Regions from separate parts of the Tachysurus vachellii genome. Here region 1 is linked to region 2. A link is a contact called in public Hi-C data. All regions are on one chromosome and are shown on one strand. The core of a region is the stretch at or near the end of the contact, and the rest is flanking DNA. Distances in the headings are between cores, read along the strand shown.

The links. Hi-C and Micro-C count contacts between places; a contact is called where the count stands out from the background.
Region 1: a Hi-C map of muscle shows a contact between it and region 2, with 2.4 times the contacts expected there. The contact joins the promoter of tmem104 here to the promoter of grin2ca in region 2. A contact is called at or near these places in 2 of 3 Hi-C or Micro-C datasets (blood and muscle).

Annotation. Positions count from the first base shown.
Region 1 is chr18:10,641,560-10,646,196 of HZAU_Pvac_v1, reverse strand. It overlaps tmem104 (transmembrane protein 104), which reads left to right and starts at 3,356. Exons shown (of 10, transcript XM_060892546.1): 1 at 3,356-3,720; 2 at 3,959-4,039. The coding sequence starts at 3,995. It overlaps tnpo2a (transportin 2a), which reads left to right. Exons shown (of 25, transcript XM_060892047.1): 25 at 1-1,240.
Region 2 is chr18:10,506,482-10,510,777 of HZAU_Pvac_v1, reverse strand. It overlaps grin2ca (glutamate receptor, ionotropic, N-methyl D-aspartate 2Ca), which reads right to left and starts at 1,714. Exons shown (of 13, transcript XM_060892386.1): 1 at 1,622-1,714.

The DNA.
Region 1 (4,637 bases), core at 2,107-4,606, 130 kb before region 2:
GCACTTAATGCCGAATTAAAATTTTCTTGTACATCTTGATAAGACAAACACAGGTTATGAGATGCATTGAAGAATTGCACTGTTTCCCAGACAAAGCCCATAAACACTTGCAGTTTGTTCAGTGTGTTTGCCATATTAAGCTGACTTGACCTGAGGCCTTATAGGATGCACACTTGACTCATCTCTGCACAATCCTACATATTTGGCATTAATACCAAAAACGTACAAAAAGCAGAGGCTGTTTATATAGCCATAAAAGCAATAGCCATGTCTCTGCTACATTGCAGACGCTCGTGTGTCTTTGAGGTCCTCCAGGTTTGTGTTGTCTTAATTAAACTCGATGTAAAGTAAGTTTAGCATGCATGAAATGAAGACTCAGTGTGGTGCTTGTATAACGTCTTTTCTTCTGGATTTAAGTTCCTGTGATGAAATCATTTGACCACCACTGAGCCAGTAATGTGTGATTTGAAGTACCGTTTCAAATTTATTTGCTTCTTCAATAATAGCATTGACAATCTACTGAGCATCCACTGTCTACTCTTTTGCAAGCTGCTCCTTCCTCAGGAAGTAAGGAAATGATGAGTCAAATTTTGTTTGATAGGAATTCAGAGGAGGGGGATAACACCAAGTAATCAAGAATTTTCTGCACGTTGTTTTCTATCTATAAACCGATCTATTGTTAAGTAATTAATGTTGAAGTAATTTGAAGTTCATCCTAATGTGTGCAGGCCAGCCAAACCAATTCTAATCAGACAAAAATATCTGCTGTGATCTCCGTTACAACAAATACATTTTCTTAAACAATGCACAGCAAATTTCTTCTGCAATATGATTTTGTCCACATGTGCTTTTTTATTTTATTTATTTTTTTTGTTTTTTTGTTTATTTTATTTTGATTATATTTTGTGTTTTATAAGCACAAAGATTTATTTGGACTTTAAAAGTTTTTTTAATTATTTTCTTTTGTTTAAAGAATTTTGTTTGTTGTTTATCAACCAGTTCTAATGAGCATTATTTTTTTTATCAACAGTTTCCAACAAGCAATTAATATGGAAGGAGGGGAATGCATTTGAGCCTGTACTGTGTACTTAGGGAAAAAAAATCTGCTGACTGTAGTGGTTTTGTTTTTGTTTTTTTTCCTCTTCCACACCGTGGTGCAAACTCGTTTATCTCTCATCACCTTTCTGTTTTAATTCTGTGAAACCTGGAAATAAATTCTTTTCTACCAATGGGGTAACAAGTGTACTGTCTCATTTCAGTTGGTACAACAAATGTTTAACATGTGCATGTTGAAATTAGACTGTTGTGATGTCTGACTTGGAAATTTAGGTTTAGGATGTTTGAAATGTTTCACTATGAGAACATAATCCATTTGATGAAAGTGCATATGGACTTTTTCTGAAACCTAAAAAAAAAGTGCATTAAAGTCCTACAAAATTTAACACAACCCCTTTTTTTTATTATTTATTTATATTTTTTTTTAATTCTGCCACATTACATCTGTAATTTTTAACGTTCATATCCTATTTGTCTTGAGATCATTTATAATCAATAAATGATCATTAAAGTACTTAATTATGACCCAATTTGGGGGCAGCAGTGATTTGTGTGCTATTTGTTGAATTCATGTCCAATTTTGTTGTTTTTTCTTTAGAAAATTCTATAATGTACTTGCTTGGTGTTTTATTAGGAACACCTGCTCAACTGCAGTAAACTAAATCAGCCAATCATTTGGCAGTAATTCAGTCCATAATATAATGCAGATACAGGTCAAGCACTTCAGTCTTTGTTCACACCAACCATCAGAATAGGGTAAACCGGTCTTCTCTGTGATTTGAACTGTTGCATGTTTGTTGGTGCCAATGTGCTGGTTGAGTATTTAACTGCAGATCAAAAGGGAATTTCACACACACACACAACAGTGTCTAGTGTAGAATAATGCAGAAAAAAATAAAACAAAACCACACTTCAGTTGCACTCCTCTAAGCTAAGTAGAGAGAGTCCATCATGGACACACTCAGCAAAACCGAACAGAATATCAAGGAGAACAAAAGTTTTGTTTTGATGAACAGAGCTGTTTCACACGTGGCTTCAAAAAATTTCATATGTGTTGCTGTCTAATTCCTGTGAAGACTATCGCATGTGCAGTGTTGTATAAAGTATTAGAAAGCAATACTTGAGTAAAAGTACAAGTATCGTACTAGAAAAAGACTTGGTAGAAGTGAAAGTTACCTTTTAGAATATTACTCAAGTAAAAGTCTTAAAGTATCTGATATATACTGTACTTAAGTATCAAAAGCAATTTTACGATATTTAATGTACTTAAGTATTTGAAGTAAAAGTAAAAAGTAAAATTTCAGTGATTTTCGGTAGGCATAAGAGCAGGGGCAGTTCTAGGATTTCATCTTTAGGGGTTTTAGCCTTCAATGAGAATTTACAACAAGAGTTTTATATTATATATTATATGACTACATAGTAATCCAAAAGTTATGGTATTATTTAAAATGACAAAAGTGGACACCAAAATTTTATGCATGATGTAATGATGCCAGTGTTGAATCAGATCAGTTCATGTATGTGTGCATTCTCTACAAACAGTGTGTCCAATCCAGTGTGAATGCCAGTGTCAATCCAGTGTGTCATTAATATAAAAATATTCACAAGACAAATACCAAATCAATAAATGTTATTTTTATTTAGTATTGAATGGATTGTTTGCATTAATATTTTTTGTGCTATCAACTCTGGTAATAAGAATAGTGAAATTTCACTGCTTTTGGTTGCCGTATTTGCGGCTTTCAGCCGATTAACGTTATAGATAAACGCCTCCAGCTCTGACTGCGCGTGCACGCTGCGCGTGCCTGTGCTTCTCCGTAGAGCGTGCGGAGCGTAATGCAATCTAGGAGCAGTGATTCGCCAAAACCTCCCTTATTACAGTCGCACACATTTCTTCTGATTTTATTTTGTAGTAAAGAGTAACGATGATGCTTAGTGGAAATATAGCGGAGTAAAAGTATACATTTTATCTAGGAAATGTAGTGGAAGTAAAAGTGAAAGTTGACATAAATTTAAATAGTGAAGTAAAGTACAGATACGTGAAATTTCTACTTAAGTACAGTAACGCAGTATTTTTACTCCGTTACATTACAACACTGCGCATGTGATGCACGTGTTTAAGCGCGCTCTAGTAACACGTGGATGGGGGCGTGGTTTCCCTGGAATAGACCACGCCCATCAGGATAACTGACATGGCACTCAAACCATGAGAGCAAAATGTCCTACAGATACAGAGATACAGAGCCACTATTTTTTATTTATTTATTTTTCCATTTAATTTGCGACCCGTCTGTATTGGAAATTCTACTGTATTTTTTTTATGTTGTAACATAATTACATTTATTATCATAGCGTGTTAACTCACTCGGCCTGTGTTTAGATTGTTTGCGCATGCGCAGTCACGGACAGCCTGAACGCTCTAAGCTTCTACTTAAACGTCTCCTGAGAGCTGCGTGAAACATGGCCGACTCTATACAGCTCTTTTTATTACGTCTTCGTCTATCATGGGGTTGTAAGGTTGTTAATTGATAGTGTGGACCCATCTCACGAAGGCTACTCAATATATTTTAGATATATTATTGTACCTTGTTAGCTACAATGCTAACCCATGACTAGCCAGTTGCTTTTAACCGAATTGTACACACAGCAGTCAGGAAGCACCGGGTAAGTGTTTGTGTTAAATTAAAGTTAAATGCTAATTGTATATAATATATAATATATAATGCTAGTATATCAAATCAAACGAATTGGAAGTTAACTAGACGGTCTTCAACAGGACGGTTAAAACGGTTTAATTTGTTTCGAAAGTGTTTTTGTTTAACGTACAGCTTAATTTACTTGATCGGTGTGGACAATGTTTACAAATTTGCTAGTTTACTAACTAATATTAATCTTCCTGCAGGAATCCTGTGTGAAGTGTTTTGTACTGTTTGACAACATGGCTGGTGGTATTACAGAGACTGGAGAGCTGTACTCCCCTTTTGTGAGTGTTTAAAATGGTGAAAAAGTGATATTGTTCATTTAAAAAAAGGTTTTCTGTTGATTGATTGTGTTGCCTGTAGTGCGTCATTAAGGCAAAACATGGAAATGGTGAAAATAATAATAAAAATAATAATAATACATTTATCACTTCTTTTTGGTCTAATCGAGGAAATAAATAATGCACTTTTATACAAATAATTTTATAATGTTTATTATATCTAACAATACATCAGTAATCAACATTTTTATGGATTTCCTCTGTATTAATCCTTTCATTAGGGATAGTAAAGAAAATAAAGATTTTCAGGGAAATATCAAATGTAAAAATTCTAGCATCTGGTCAGCAATAAAAATGAACACAGGAGAAAATGTCTAGCAGGTTGTAATTATGGGTGTTCTTGTCACTCAATTATATATTTACGCTTCACTTGCATCCTGACGGTCAATGAGGCACTGAAATAAGTAAGAGCAACAATTTGAAGTTTAGGTAATCTCAAAGTATCTGAGAAGCATTTGTTTATTTTATTTTTTATTTTCCTTAAATTAAACTGGGTGGCACTGGGCGCATCCAAAATTGAATACTTGCGCACTATTCTACA
Region 2 (4,296 bases), core at 465-2,964:
CAGCATACCCTGGGCTCAATGCATCTGTTCCATCCACACACACTGGGATGGTCAAGCCTCTACTTTTAACTCTTTGCTGACGCTCAGCACACTCAAGAAGGCTGTAGTCTTCATTTAGACCGCTTTACTGTCACATTCACTCCACACACTCCCTTCCACAACCAGTTTATCAGATTGCTTTCCACCTGAACACCTTACTGATTTAGTGTGTACTTTACAATATCATCTATAACGAAGAGCGCGGCCTTATGCTTTAACCGTTAATAGTGTTGCAGTGCTGCTGAGCCATACAATATGAAGAAAACCGTATACAATTTTCTGACTTGATGCTTTTGTGAGCTGTACTTGCCACTTTACTGCTCCATCACACTTTGTAAAGCATTCACAGGGCTTGGGATATCAGAAAATATATACTTTATGAAGATAAATGAGTGCAAAATCACTTACATCAAATACATTCTGATTTTGAGTGAATAATAAGCAAGGAAGTGAGACTTTATGGTAGGTGAGTAAGTATGAAAAGGTTTTGGTTTTTTTCATCAGCCTCATGGAGAAATTTTCTTGAAACTTTTCCTGCTCTGTCATTCATATGACCTTGGCTCATTTCCATGCCTAGCAAAAATAAACCTTGAATTTTTAACCGTATAAAATATGGTGAGTTATAATTTAGTGAAAATCATGAGCCAAGGTCATACCAGATGCAACTTTTTAACTTTGATACGTTTGTTTTAGAAGATTTTGTCAAAATTCTGACCATTTTTCTGTCATTAATCTATCATATAAAGGATTAGCTCATTATTTGTATAAGGTTAGAGCGAGTGTTATAATTCCAATATCATGAGCCTCTTAGTTCAGTAGTGTGGTACAACATCCTTAAATTTCCAGAATGTTAGTAAAGCCATTTGTTCATATGTTTTTCTTGCTGTCTTCCTCAGCCAAGTGTTGTTCCTCCCCCTCATTCTATCAGTCTCTTTTTTTTCCCCTCTGCCTCATCCCCAGTCATATATCTTGTTCTTATTAAAAGCCAATAAAATGCTTTCACCCTTGGTGCACATCCCCCTTAGGTAAAGTCTGCTATAACATTCACAAAGGGCCACATCCTAAACGCATCGGGATACATTCCCGCCTGTCTAATAAGTGGACCAGCGGTAATTACTGCAGCTTGTCAGTGCTTCGATGTCTACGGCACTCGGCTCACTTTTAGTCTCATTACATCTCCTTTTACTTTATTGCAGCAGGTGTGCAAGGACAAACCGTCTCTTTTCGGCTACACAACACTACATAAATATAGATATTAAATCAGGCCATATTTTGTTACACCTTTGAGAGATAAAGACAAATAAAGGAAACCCTTTACAGTCCCAGCAAGTGTCCTACCTGTGGATGAACTCCCTCACCAAGCATAGCACCTGTTTAACAAATACAGCAGGACACTTTTCACGCACGTGTACACACACCTGAATGCATGGACCTTGTCACACACTGATTTCACACAACACAGAATACAGCATCTAAAAATATACATGACAGCTTTGCGCGCATTACAATCACTCACACACACCCTGGCATTAGTTAACTATTCACTTCACACACCCCAGCAGCATGAAAAGTGATCAGTTACCTGCAATGACAAACCGCATCCAGCCCAGGCTCCTGACAACACATTCCTCCTCTGTGACTCCAATGTCCCGTTTCTTTTTTTTCTTTTTTTCTCACTCTCACGCCTCACTCTGTCCCTCTGTACAGCTCACTCTCTGCTTCCCGCACTTGTTTGAGTCTATTTCAGAGTGGATGGAGCAGCGTGCTGTGTCGGTGGCATGGTTTCGAGCAGTTTGGCAGAAGGTCACATCATCTTGTTCTGTGAGGGGAGGGTGGGATGATGAGGGAGGGGAGGGATAGGAGGGAGGGGAGGGATAGAGGAACGGAGCAGAGGGAGAGCAAGGAAAAGGTAGAGTAAATGAATACGTATATAGAGAGATGTCTAGACGGTTGATTACTACAAGGAGTGAGCATGTATATTTATATCAGCTGTGATAAGGATCCTAATAATAAAATGCATGTCATGTGTTAATGTCAAAGGATGTTCTCACCTTCCATCTGGCTCCATGTGAAGTCCACAGAGGTGCAAGAACGGTCCAATATATAGAGAGAAAAAACTAAAATTCTTCAGAAGGAAAACGGAGCTCATGTGTAGTCCCTCAGGCACGCCCCAGAAAAGATCCCTGAAGTGTTTCTGGAAGATCCTGAACCTCGACTACCTGTTCTCCAGCCGAGGGTCCACTGTGTTCTTGTCATTAAGGACAAGCTGAAATTACTCCAGATGCAGACGAGGTATGGAGGCTGGCAGACAGATGGCACGGACCAGCGGGCAGGGCTGCAACCATTTGTGTTCTTGTTGCAGGTTGTAACTTCTAAGCTGTAGTGAGCTTTCCTCTTTCCTTCTTTCCTCTTTCCTTTTCTCCTCTTTTTTTGTCTCTCTACCTGGATAATTGTGTAGGTTAGAGGTCACTTGAGCATCTACTAAACTGCTGTTTGTTTGTCCTTGCAGTGGTGAGTGGTGTCTTGGCCCACGGATTACTGTGTCCGGTTGTAATCCCGCACCCTCGTCCGCTCGGTGTCAGAGCAAGGGCTTGTGAGCCGTAATCATTATGTCGTAAGGATTTATCCTGCATGTCCCCTCCACCCCACCCCACCCTACCTCACCCCATTCCATCCTGCTCTGTTTCTCTCTCACTTATCCTCCTCTCTCTTCTCCTACCGCGTCTCCCTCCCTCGCTAAGTCCCACACTGTGGTTCTTAAATTTCTCAAGCTCTCACACACTTTTTTGGTTATCTGTCATTCTATCAGGATATCTGCTTTCTCTCCTCCTTCATTCATTCACCCTTGAGAGATGCAAGTCATCAACAGGTCCAAGAGATGATGCTGTAAGATATGGATTAGTACTCTCTCTCTCTGTGTCTCTCTCTCGCTCTCTCTCTATCTCGCTCCCTCTCTCTTTCTCTCAAACACACACACATACTCAATGCTTAAATCATTATGATGAATGAATGTAAAAAAAAAAAAAAAAAACAGTGTGAATGATTGTGACATATCAATTAACATGACTAATTGAATTCAACAAGCTTCCCATACTTATCCCATACACACCGTAACTGATTCTCTTCATCCTTAGGATAGGATGCTTCTCACATGGCTAAATTTGAGCAGAGAGTAATACATGCAGCAAGTGAAAATGCTTACAGCTATTGATTACATGTCAGAGATTTGGGCTATGGAAAAAAACAGGCTGGAGTAATGACACAAAGCAAAAGAACAATTTACTTTTTTGGGAAGCGCTATAAATATCAAGCCTTTGGCAAACGTATATCATCCATGGCCAAGATTTTTCATGTGACAGGAGCTTAAAATCACAAGGTTGTTATTTAGATTCATCACCTAGATGTTGTTTAAGACAAGCACCAGATGGAGAAATGAGCTAGCATTTTATTGTCAGGGAAGTCTTGGTGCTTTTAATTGAGTTGTGTGTAAATCATATTTTGGCACAAATGAGAATCTGCAGTCATAAAAAAACATGTTATGTATCCTGTATTAACTTATGATGACTTATAACTTTGAATTTCTTTTACGCTCATAATTGCTGTCAGCCAGGCTGCTTTTCATGTTATTTCCGAGCTGGAAATACTTTTAGACCTTTTTTAGTTCTGCACAAAAAACCACACCTCCGAGAAGCATTTTAGAATAAACTGTTCTGAGGACTGTCACTGGGCAGGTTAATTGAACCCTTATCTGTTTTCTGTTCCCTTCTCTCATTTTTGTGAGCTGAATATTTGAATATTTGTGTGCTGGGTTTTGACTCCTCAGCTGTGAAAGTGGTATGATGTCAGTACAAACGGCTGGTGAGAACTCGTGACAGCCTTTCTGTTTAGCTTTATTACAGGTTTGACTTCTTTAAGGATGTGTTACTGATGTGCAGGCAAAGGAAGCTCTTGCTTTTAGTGTGATAGGTTACTATATTAAGCTGGGTGTTCTTATAAGTAGTACTGATGCTGTCTTCTATACCAGAAAAGATGCCAAAGGCAAAGGTTACTTTAACATTTTCACCACATCTCACCTCATCTTATCATATAGAAGAAAGACACTCTTTAATGTACACTTTAATGTAGTTTACTAATGAAATGCGTTAAGTGCTGATCTTATGTACAGTAACACAGAACTTTGCTCCGTCCTCCCATTACAGGGTAGATGTATTAAAAACCTGAGGGACCTGCAAATGATTTCAACCCTCTGCTTCCCAC